2 separate regions of the Mus musculus genome follow, and region 2 is linked to region 1. Evidence: chromatin contacts called from public promoter capture Hi-C data. All regions are on one chromosome and are shown on one strand. The core of a region is the stretch at or near the end of the contact, and the rest is flanking DNA. Distances in the headings are between cores, read along the strand shown. Region 1 has its middle 24 kb from the start of 4932416K20Rik. Region 2 holds the start of Ces2c (carboxylesterase 2C).

The links. Promoter capture Hi-C pulls out the DNA fragments that hold promoters and counts their contacts.
Region 2: a contact with region 1 is called in a promoter capture Hi-C map of liver, with 2.9 times the contacts expected there. The contact joins the promoter of Ces2c here to the enhancer-like site in region 1. A contact is called at or near these places in 6 of 39 promoter capture datasets (cranial neural crest, embryonic stem cells, frontonasal cranial neural crest and 2 more), 1 of 484 Hi-C or Micro-C datasets (nephron progenitors), 1 of 115 datasets of contacts at active chromatin or transcription factors (intestinal villus epithelium) and 3 of 9 other capture datasets (adipose tissue, liver and macrophages).

What each region holds. Positions count from the first base shown.
Region 1 is chr8:104,768,125-104,773,840 of GRCm38.p6, reverse strand. It overlaps the pseudogene Gm6831. Among named protein-coding and RNA genes, the nearest start is that of 4932416K20Rik, 24 kb to the left of the region's middle. Within about 2 kb of position 3,265, at least 2 of the 459 cell types and tissues checked have an H3K27ac peak or open chromatin away from gene starts, as enhancers often do. A contact at or near this core is called in liver, where this site is marked.
Region 2 is chr8:104,844,071-104,849,786 of GRCm38.p6, reverse strand. Ces2c (carboxylesterase 2C) reads right to left here and starts at 2,719. Exons shown (of 12, transcript NM_145603.2): 1 at 2,579-2,719; 2 at 1,588-1,798; 3 at 2-143. The coding sequence starts at 2,654. It also overlaps the pseudogene Gm33715 and the pseudogene Matr3-ps2.

The DNA of each region.
Region 1 (5,716 bases), core at 2,016-4,515:
ATGCAAAAATCCTTAATAAAATTCTCACTAACCGAATCCAAGAACACATTAAAGCAATCATCCATCCTGACCAAGTAGGTTTTATTCCAGGGATGCAGGGATGGTTTAATATACGAAAATCCATCAATGTAATCCATTATATAAACAAACTCAAAGACAAAAACCACATGATCATCTCGTTAGATGCAGAAAAAGCATTTGACAAGATCCAACACCCATTCATGATCAAAGTCTTGGAAAGATCAGGAATTCAAGGCCCATACCTAAACATGATAAAAGCAATATACAGCAAACCAGTAGCCAACATCAAAGTAAATGGAGAGAAGCTGGAAGCAATCCCACTAAAATCAGGGACTAGACAAGGCTGCCCACTTTCTCCCTACCTTTTCAACATAGTACTTGAAGTATTAGCCAGAGCAATTCAACAACAAAAGGAGATCAAGGGGATACAAATTGGAAAGGAGGAAGTCAAAATATCACTTTTTGCAGATGATATGATAGTATATATAAGTGACCCTAAAAATTCCACCAGAGAACTCCTAAACCTGATAAACAGCTTCGGTGATGTAGCTGGATATAAAATTAACTCAAACAAGTCAATGGCCTTTCTCTACAAAAAGAATAAACAGGCTGAGAAAGAAATTAGGGAAACAACACCCTTCTCAATAGTCACAAATAATATAAAATATCTCGGCGTGACTCTAACTAAGGAAGTGAAAGATCTGTATGATAAAAACTTCAAGTCTCTGAAGAAAGAAATTAAAGAAGATCTCAGAAGATGGAAAGATCTCCCATGCTCAAGGATTGGCAGGATCAACATTGTAAAAATGGCTATCTTGCCAAAAGCAATCTACAGATTCAATGCAATCCCCATCAAAATTCCAACTCAATTCTTCAAAGAATTAGAAGGAGCAATTTGCAAATTCATCTGGAATAACAAAAAACCTAGGATAGCAAAAACTCTTCTCAAGGATAAAAGAACCTCTGGTGGAATCCCCATGCCTGACCTAAAGCTTTACTACAGAGCAATTGTGATAAAAACTGCTTGGTACTGGTATAGAGACAGACAAGTAGACCAATGGAATAGAATTGAAGACCCAGAAATGAACCCAGACACCTATGGTCACTTGATCTTCGACAAGGGAGCTAAAACCATCCAGTGGAAGAAAGACAGCATTTTCAACAATTTGTCCTGGCACAACTGATTGTTATCATGTAGAAGAATGGGAATCGATCCATACTTATCTCCTTGTACTAAGGTCAAATCTAAGTGGATCAAAGAACTTCACATAAAACCAGAGACACTGAAACTTATAGAGGAGAAAGTGGGGAAAAGCCTTGAAGATATGGGCACAGGGGGAAAATTCCTGAACAGAACAGCAATGGCTTGTGCTGTAAGATCGAGAATTGACAAATGGGACCTAATGAAACTCCAAAGTTTCTGCAAGGCAAAAGACACCGTCAATAAGACAAAAAGACCACCAACAGATTGGGAAAGGATCTTTACCTATCCTAAATCAGATAGGGGACTAATATCCAACATATATAAAGAACTCAAGAAGGTGGACTTCAGAAAATCAAATAACCCCATTAAAAAATGGGGCTCAGAACTGAACAAAGAATTCTCACCTGAGGAATACCGAATGACAGAGAAGCACCTGAAAAAATGTTCAACATCCTTAATCATCAGGGAAATGCAAATCAAAACAACCCTGAGATTCCACCTCACACCAGTCAGAATGGCTAAGATCAAAAATTCAGGTGACAGCAGATGCTGGCGTGGATGTGGAGAAAGAGGAACACTCCTCCATTGTTGGTGGGATTGCAGGCTTGTACAACCACTCTGGAAATCAGTCTGGCGGTTCCTCAGAAAATTGGACATAGTACTACCGGAGGATCCAGCAATACCTCTCCTGGGCATATATCCAGAAGATGCCCCAACTGGTAAGAAGGACATATGCTCCACTATGTTCATAGCAACCTTATTTATAATAGCCAGAAGCTGGAAAGAACCCAGATGCCCCTCAACAGAGGAATGGATACAGAAAATGTGGTACATCTACACAATGGAGTACTACTCAGCTATTAAAAAGTATGAATTTATGAAATTCCTAGCCAAATGGATGGACCTGGAGGGCATCATCCTGAGTGAGGTAACCCAATCACAAAGGAACTCACACAATATGTACTCACTGATAAGTGGATATTAGCCCAAAACCTAGGATACTCAAGATATAAGGTACAATTTCCTAAACACATGAAACTCAAGAAAAATGAAGACTGAAGTGTGGACACTATGCCCCTCCTTAGAAGTGGGAACAAAACACCCATGGAAGGAGTTACAGAGACAAAGTTTGGAGCTGAGATGAAAGGATGGACCATGTAGAGACTGCCATATCCAGGGATCCACCCCATAATCAACATCCAAACGCTGACACCATTGCATACACTAGCAAGATTTTATCGAAAGGACCCAGATATAGCTGTCTCTTGTGAGACTATGCCGGGGCCTAGCAAACACAGAAGTGGATGCTCACAGTCAGCTAATGGATGGATCACAGGGCTCCCAATGGAGGAGCTAGAGAAAGTACCCAAGGAGCTAAAGGGATCTGCAACCCTATAGGTGGAACAACATTATGAACTAACCAGTACCCCGGAGCTCTTGACTCTAGCTGCATATGTATCAAAAGATGGCCTAGTCAGCCATCACTGGAAAGAGAGGCCCATTGGACTTGCAAACTGTATATGCCCCAGTACAGGGGAACGCCAGGGCCAAAAAGGGGGAGTGGGTGGGCAGGGGAGTGGGGGTGGGTGGGTATGGGGGACTTTTGGTATAGCATTGGAAATGTAAATGAGCTAAATACCTAATAAAAAAATGGAAAAAAAATAGTTTCTGTGTCATTAGTGGGAGCTGGAACCTCAAGGCAGTCCGATGTCCGTCATCTCTACCTGTTCCTCCTCCCTCCCTGGTTCCTTTCATTCCCACTCTCAGCCTCTGATTCTTCAGAACTGGGGCAGCTCTGACCCTGGTCCCCTGTGCTAATTTAGATAGTCTCATCATTCATATGCTGGAGGAGAAGCAGGAGCCCACAGGCGACAACACACAGCCAACCAAGAAGTCTAGCCAATGGCGTGGTTGAATCTCAGGCCTAAACCTGTGCTGCTGCACATGAGAGTCTCACAGCAGGAAACAGAACAGATCGGCCTGGCCCAAGCAAGAAGTTGTACCTTTGGTGGGGGGGTAGGTGTGGAAATTTGGTTGGATGGGGCAAAGTTCTTATTGCAGAAGAACTGATAAGGTAATAGCCACAGGAAGCCAACAGCCAGCAGTCAGGACAAAGCCACTTCTGCAGTTTCTGCTCCTTCCCTGGCCTCTTGGACAGGCACAACATCCCATCTGAAGTCCTTCTTCAATACCAGGATCCCTGTGCTCCAACCCAGATCCATTTCTTCCTCTCTTTCCCCCCAGAAAGGAGCTAGCCTCCCAGGGATATCTTCTGATCATGGCTTAACAAGTTACAATAAGATCAGGTACAAATCCTCAGTCCCAAGGCAACCCTGTAGGATGGAGAGGGTCTCAAGAGTAGGCAAGGGAATCAGAGGCATCCCACTCCCACTGTTAGGAGTCCCAGAAGACCACTAAGCTACCCAACCATAACATTACGCAGAGGACCTAGCACAGCCCTATGCAAGCTCCATGGTTGCTGGTGCTTCAGTCTCTGAACCAATATGAGCCCTACTTAGATGATTCTGTGGGCTGTGTTATGGTGTCCTTGACCTCTCCTACAATTCTGCCACTCCCCCTCTTCATGGAGTACCCAAGCTCCGCCTAATATTTGGCTATGAGTGTCTGGAACTGCTCCCACCAGAGGCTGACAGGTGCCTCTCTGATGATAACTGGATTAGGCATAGATCTGTGAGCATAGTAGAATGTCATTAGGAATCATTTCATTAAACTTTTTTTGGCAAGTTGTGTTTGGTTCTATCTTAGATCTTCAGGCTATCCAGCCTCTGGTTTCTGGCCGTCCAGGCAATGTAGAATGTGGGCTCCTTCTTATGACATGGGCCTCAAGTTGACCATTACCTCATTAGTTGACCATGACCTCATTAGTTGACCATTCCACGTGTTCTGCACCACCATTATCCCAGAATATGTTGCAGGCAGGAAAAACTGTAGGTCAATATGGCAGTTTCTCACAACATTTGGAATTGATTTACCTCAAAACCCAGCTATACAACTCCTGTGCATATACCTAAAGGATGTTCCATCATACCATAATGACACTTGTTCAACTATGTTCATAGCAGCTTTATTCATAATACCCAGAAATTGGAAACAAGCTAGATGCCCCTCAACTGTAGAATGGATAAAGAAAATTGGTACATTTACACAGTGGAGTACTACTTAGCTGTTAGAAGAAAAAAAAAAATGACACCATGAAATTTGCAGTCAAATGGATGGAACTAGAAAAAAAAATCGTCCTGAGTGAGGTAACGCAGATCCAGAGAGACAAACATGTACTCACTTATGAGTGGCTATTAGCTGTTAAGTAAAGAATAATCACACTACAATCCACAGACTCAGGGAAACTAAGTAACAAGGAGGTCTCAAGGGAAGACACATGGATCTCCCAGGGAAGGATAAATAAACAGATTTGATGGGAGTGTGGGGGAATGGAAACAAGAGGACTCAGGTTCGGGGGAAGGATGGAGTACTGGGAGAGATAACTGCAATTTGGGGGCATTTGGGAGGGTGATGTGGAAAGCTAGTGCAGTAGAAACTCCCTGGAATCCACTAGCGTAACCCTGGGGAAGACTCCTAGTAACAGAGGATGTGGAGCATGAAGTAGCCATGTTCTGTAACCAGGTAAGGCTTCCTGCTGTGGGACTAGGTAGGACAGAAACTTCTAATGACAAGGAGAAAATGCTTTAGGGGAACACAGAGGCATATTGAGCACAATTTGTCACCTTTATATGATGGCATAAAGTGTAAGAGAAAGTTTTTCAATAGTGGTCCCAGAAAAGGTTTAAGGACAATAATGAAGCAGGAATATAAATTAATAATATGGAAGCTGAAGGAGAGTGATTGTGTCGCAAGAAACATGGGCAACATTGTGTATACTTTCTATCCTGTGAGGATACAAGTTACATCTTTGGGCTAGAACGCTAGTCCTCACAACACAGCAAATCTGCCAGCATCCTGAACCTAGACTTGTAAGTCTCCAAAGCTATGGACAAATTTTTATTGTTTATAAGTTGAAAACTTATGTATAGTCATACAAATGTGTTCATATATAATTATTGATATGTAATTCTTATGTTTCAAATGTGTTAATCTTGTAATCCTGAGCACATGCAATCCTCCTGTCTCTGCCTTCCAAGTAGCTGGGTCATAGCCACATGCCTCAACACAAAGCTAACAGCTTAGGGTGATTTTGCTACAACACCTGTATCATGCAGAGTCCCCTAGAGAAGTAGAAGTGATAGACTATACATATATTATATAGGGGGATTTACTAAAGTGGCTGGCTTACATAATAAGTACTAGGTTCTCGAATGGTGACCATCTGCACCCTAGAGAGGCTTAGAACTCTGGTAGCTGCTTAGTCCATGATGTTCAATACCTAGCAGTTCCAATCTGGTGTTGAAGGCCTAGAAGATTCCTGGAGAGTTTCTTGTCTTCAACACACATTGGAAGGCTTGAAGAAGCTAAAGT
Region 2 (5,716 bases), core at 1,470-3,969, 76 kb before region 1:
CAGGCAGGTTAGAGCCCTCATGGGCATGGGCTGGGGTGTAGATGTTGAGATACAGGCAGTCCTCAGACATAGGGAAGGAAGACAGCATCATTTTCATATCTGGCAGGCCTGCTTCATTCAGCATGTCAAGATTTTGCAGACACCTTTGAAATTAGTAAACAGACATTCCAAGACATGGATGGTGATCCAAACCCAGTGTGATTTTGCAGATTTTTATCCCAGCCATGTTCAACCTGTGAATACATATTCTGTCTCCAAGTCCCTTCCAACCAAGGTAAAGGCCACGTACACCAGTAAAGCTGGTATGGAGCCAGATTTCTAAGGAGGCCCCCAGTTAGGTGGGGCCTGGATTTTAATCTTTTCAAGTCTATGAAGAAGAGACTTGTAGCTGTCTCCATGGAAATGATTGGCTGTCTGCAGTGACGTTCATGTAATTGTATGAGAAGGGAAACTCGAGCTAAGCTTTAGCAGGTGTGTAAGCATTTTCTAGTCTCTTTTCCTGGGTGTAGTGGTTTGTATAAGCTCAGCCCATGGAATGGCACTATTAGATGTTTGGAGTAGGTGTGTCACTGTGGGTGTGGGCTATAAGACCCTCACTCTAGCTGTCTGGAAGTCAGTTTTCTGCTATCAGCCTTTAGATGAAGATGTAGAACTCTCAGCTCCTCCTACACTGTGTCTACATAGATGCTGCCATGTTCCTACCTTGATGATAATGGACTGAACTTCTGAACCTGGAAGGCAGCCCCAATTAAATGTTGTTCTTTATAAGACTTGCCATAGTCATGGTGTCTGTTCATAGCAGTAAAACCCTAACTAAAACTCTGGGCATGACTGTGATGTGAGCAGCTCCTGTAGTTTTGATTCAATGTGTTTACCCAAAGGATGGATTGTAATCTGGAGCCTCTAATAGTGGCTTTCTCCCCTCCCTTGCTTTTGTCGTTACCTTATTACAGCAACAGAACACAAGCTAAGATCCCCATATTGGAGTATTGGACTCAAACAGCTACTAGAGGATTCAGTGGACAACGCTGCCCTAACGGGTAGTGAGTAGTCCTTCATCACGTGTGCAGACTCTCAAGGAACTTCTTTTGTCTGCAGTGTCTCCAGAGGGATTTCACTACATATACTTGTTTCTTGTTCAATGGCACATGGCCTTATAGGTTTTCACAATGACTGTCAGGATGGGGTTAGCAAGTTATCAAAAACTGCTGTAGTCTTCAAGGACATGAAGTATATTCTCCTGGATTCAGAGTGCTTGCTGCCTAATATGTGACATTTACTCATGCCTAGAGATGCACCCATTGTGGCAGAGAACACTTTGGTTAATTGGAATGTGTGAACAATTTTATCTTTGTTTTTCTCCATAGTATATCCATGTTATTCCCTATGAGTGCCAAGCTCTGACCTAGGAGCCTGGCCCAGTTGTTCTAATCAACATTAGCACATCATCAGAAAAACCCATGGGGCACTCATCCACAAAGAGAGAAAACTGCTGTGTCACTGAGGTGGAGGAAACACTTCAGCATAGCACAGAGCTCAGAGTACATTCTCCCCCAGTGCCTGAAACCCTCTGGGTCCAAAACTTACATGGCCGGATGTGCAGTTCCATCTCTCACACCACTCCATGGTTCAGGGGCCTCAGGAGGTGCAAATCGCAGTGGTCCTACAGGAGGTTTGGCAAAGGGGATTCCCAGGAAGGTGTGGACACCAGCTTTAGTGTCCTTCACGTGGATAAGGCTGCCTTGGATCTGTCCTGTATGTGTGTTTCTGATGGGGTTGGCCTCTGGTGAGTCCTGACCTGGTGGAGAGATGCCTCTGGGTTAGTTTTCTGTAATCAGCTGCCAGCAGATTGTGAAATTTCCATCTCATTGTTACCAGGGTTCAGGAGAAGGGAACCCAGCCACCCTATCCCCAGTTCACCCGTGTTGTGTTAGTGTGGGAGGTTCCTTATCCCTCAGGCTAGGGGCCTTTTTATTACCATTTTTGAAGTGTGTCAGAACATTTCTCTAGCTAAAGAAGTTATCACACTTTTAGAGCCATTTGGCCACATGAGTTTATGATAATTGTTATTTTCATCCAAAGGTCAGTAGTAGTTATTGTCATTATCATACACCAAGTAGGGAAAAGTGTCTTTTTACTTTCCCTAGAATTATCTCCTTCTGGCCTTACACTGAATTTTCTCCTCAGTATGAGGTGATCTGAGATGTCTCTGACCCTCTGAGTGCTAGTGGGTCCACAAAATATGTGTGCTTTTGTCGGGGAACATGTTTCTCATCTTTTGTCTATTATGCCATTCTTCAACCTTTGGGCCATGACCATTGGAAATCACATATTCCTGATGATCTTAGGAACTGAGAAGCCACTCAAGAGCAACATTACAGTAAGGAAGAAGCAATAGAAATGGTTTTATGGTTGAGTGTTTCTGATGCTGTCGGATATATGGGTTCTTCAATGGTCATGACCTACAGGTTGAAAATGGCTGATCTATGGTTTACATAAGTGACCCTCCTATTCCTTCTCTCCCACAAGCTTAGCTCTGACTCCAATCATTCCCCATTGACAGGTTAGTTAGCCTCACCCTGCACATGGATAAGAAGAAGCAGCAGCCCGAAGAACCCAGCATTCAGCCAGTTATGTAGTTGGTTCCGTGTCATGATCAGCTCTCAGTCCTAAGTCTGTGCTGCTAAGATGACCAAGTTTCACAAACAGGAAGCATAAGGAGTGAACCTTGCACAGGCAGCTATTTAAACCAAAAGGGTGTAGGTGGGGCCATTGTGTGACGGGTGAAAGTTCTCATTGCAGGAACAGTAATTAGTCACAAGTGATAGGAGCCAATGGCCAGGAGGTAGGGGAAAGTCCCCTCTGCTGCTTCTGTTCTCTCTCTGGCCTCCTGGAAAGGCACAGCATGAATTCTGGAACTTGTCTGGGATACCAGGAACCCTGTCTCCTCACCTGGCCAGAAAGCTGTAACAGGAGAAGCCAGAGTGCTTCTGTGAGAAGGTCATAGTCAAGATGTCACAGGAGAATCAGGCAAGTGCAGAAGCTCTGAGTGTAACCTCAGCTTCAAGACTCCTGTGCTTTGAAGACTCAGTTTACTGAGCCTGCTTCCCGAGTCCCTGGTTCCTACAATTATCTTAGGATCTGCATGGACAGTTTCCCTATTAAGTCACACTTGTTTTAACAAGACACATGGATACTCTGGTGCTTTAAAGGTCACAGTCCCTTCTTTCCCTCTCTCTTCCCCTAACTGCTGGCTCTCAGCTTGAATAGATTCTATGGTCCTTATTGATCTTTCTTCTTGCCATTACCATTTTTGTAGCAATTAACCTTGCTTTCTAGCTTGTGCTTTCTTTTTGGCCCTGTTTTAAAACATTTTTTTTTAATCTATAAAATAGAAAAGACATAGTTCTACAATGTCCAAGTCATTTCAGCAGTCATTTTTCAGTGGGGATTTACAGGGTCATGGGTGTAACCTGCCTGCAACAGGAATAGGCCTTCTTACTGCTGCTACCCAGTCTTTAAGTATGCTAGCATCTCTTGGAAGGGTGAACCATCATACTGCAAACCTTGCTAGTTTAATGAATCTAGGAATGAGTTCTTCATTGAATCAACAAGGAGCTTCGACCACCCACGTCCTATTCCCTTATACTCACTGTAAAATTTATGATAGTTATGCGAGGTCACATAAAAAAAAAAAGAACCATCCTTACACCTTTCTCAATCTCAGCAACACAGCAGTTTTCTCTCTTTGTGGATGAGTGCCTCATGTGCTTCTCAGATGTTGTGCTAAGATTGACTAGAACTATACCGTGCTCCTGGATCAGAGCTTGGCACTTATAGGGAATACCATGGAGGTACTATGGAGAGAAACACAGGTAAAATTGAGAAAAATAGGGGCACTCTTCTAAGTAGCAATATTAAACAGTTACACGGACTCTTACTGAAGGGTTATCCCCATTTGTGCTCTATATGTGATATGCCAGTTCATTCTAATAAGGAGTGGAGTCAATATACCAGTGGAGCAAGTCACAGTTGTCGATGCCAGCTTCTTCTTGAAATCTACCCAGAATGGAATCCTGACAGTGATACTGGACACACAATGGGTGATCCATTCATGCTGCGTCACTCTACAAACTCAGCACCAGGAATTCTGGGACTGCCACATCCTTCATTTCATCTTAGAGGACCAGCAGTTGGACCAGCAGGAAATCTGGGTGCTGCTAATGGGAACCTAAAGGGACCAAGACACATGCAAAAAGGCAGAGTGGAAGCCAGCTGAGTCGTTTACGTTATGGATTTTCAGCGAGGAAAAAGCTTGAAATACTAGCTATTACAACTGGTAGAACCATTTGGAGTCATTTCAAATCATCTGATTCTAAATACAATTAATGAGGCATTTATTTTAATGGCAACCACAGAAGATGCTCAGTGAGCCTTATGTGTAAATAAAGAATTGTATATTGATGAAGATGAAAAGTCGGGCTTTTAATGAGATGGAAACCAGAGAAGATGCAATGGCAATGGTTGACCACTGCCTAAAAAACGCAGTTTGGTTTCAAGGAAGATGGGTTAAAGTTGACCTGAGAAGTATAAAAAGCTGGTGCTGTGGTTTCCTAACAGAGGCATTGACTTACTGAAAAAAAGATAAATCCTGGAAAAGGTCCTATTCTCCAGATGGAAAAGAATCCCCAAGTGATTAGTAGTCTATACCTGATGGTGCTCAGAAGACTGAGAGTCCAGCTGAGGGTAGAGAACAAGAAGAGAAGGCAGGTGAGGATGGTGAGAAGGACTCCAAGGATGACCAGACAGAACAGGAGCCCAGTATGCTTCTTGAATCTGAAGATGAACTGCTGCTTATCGATGAGGAAGAAACCGCAGCACTACTAGAGAGTGGTAGTTCAGTGAGACTGATCTTGCTAATTTAGGGGATGTATCTTCTGATGGGAAAAAAAGAGCCTCCAGATAAAGCCATGATAAAAGATGCAAATGCTCCAGCAACATCCAAGAAAAAAACTTAAAAAGGTGGACAAGATCGAGGAACTTGATCAAGAAAGTGGAGCTGCATTGGAAAATGGGAATAAAATGAGGAAAATACAGAACTGGGTGCTGAATCTACTGAGAGTGCTGACGAGCCGAACAAAGACACACGTGAAAATGTGGATGGTCAAAATGGTGAGAACAAGGAGGATCATAAAACTCCCAATGAGTATAGAAGTGGACCATAGCAGCCTCATGTTCCTGCTGGTATAGACTGTGTGACACCAAAAGCAGGGTTTCACTGTAAACTGTGTTCACTCTTTTATACAAGTGAAGAAGCTGTAAAGAACACTCATTGCAGCAGTCTTCCTCATATTCAGAAATTAAAGAAATTTCTGCATAAATAAGCAGAAGAACAGAGGCAGAAGAAGGAAAATTAAGATGTACAAGAAGCTTAATTATTTCAAAGAAAACAATGGTTCTTTGATTTTAATGTTAACCTTTTAAAAATTACAATACTGATAGTTAGAAACGACTATACTCTTTTGCTTTAGTGGAAAATAATAGATATCTATTTGTGTGTTTAAGTGTTATAGCAAAAAGTACACATACAAGTTAGTTAATGAAAAAGTTTTTGTTTCATCCAAGTGACAACAAACAAAAGTATTCCCTAGAGATTGAATGTTGTAAGTAAGCCATGGAAAACAACGTGCACTACTAAGAGAAAGATAACATAGAA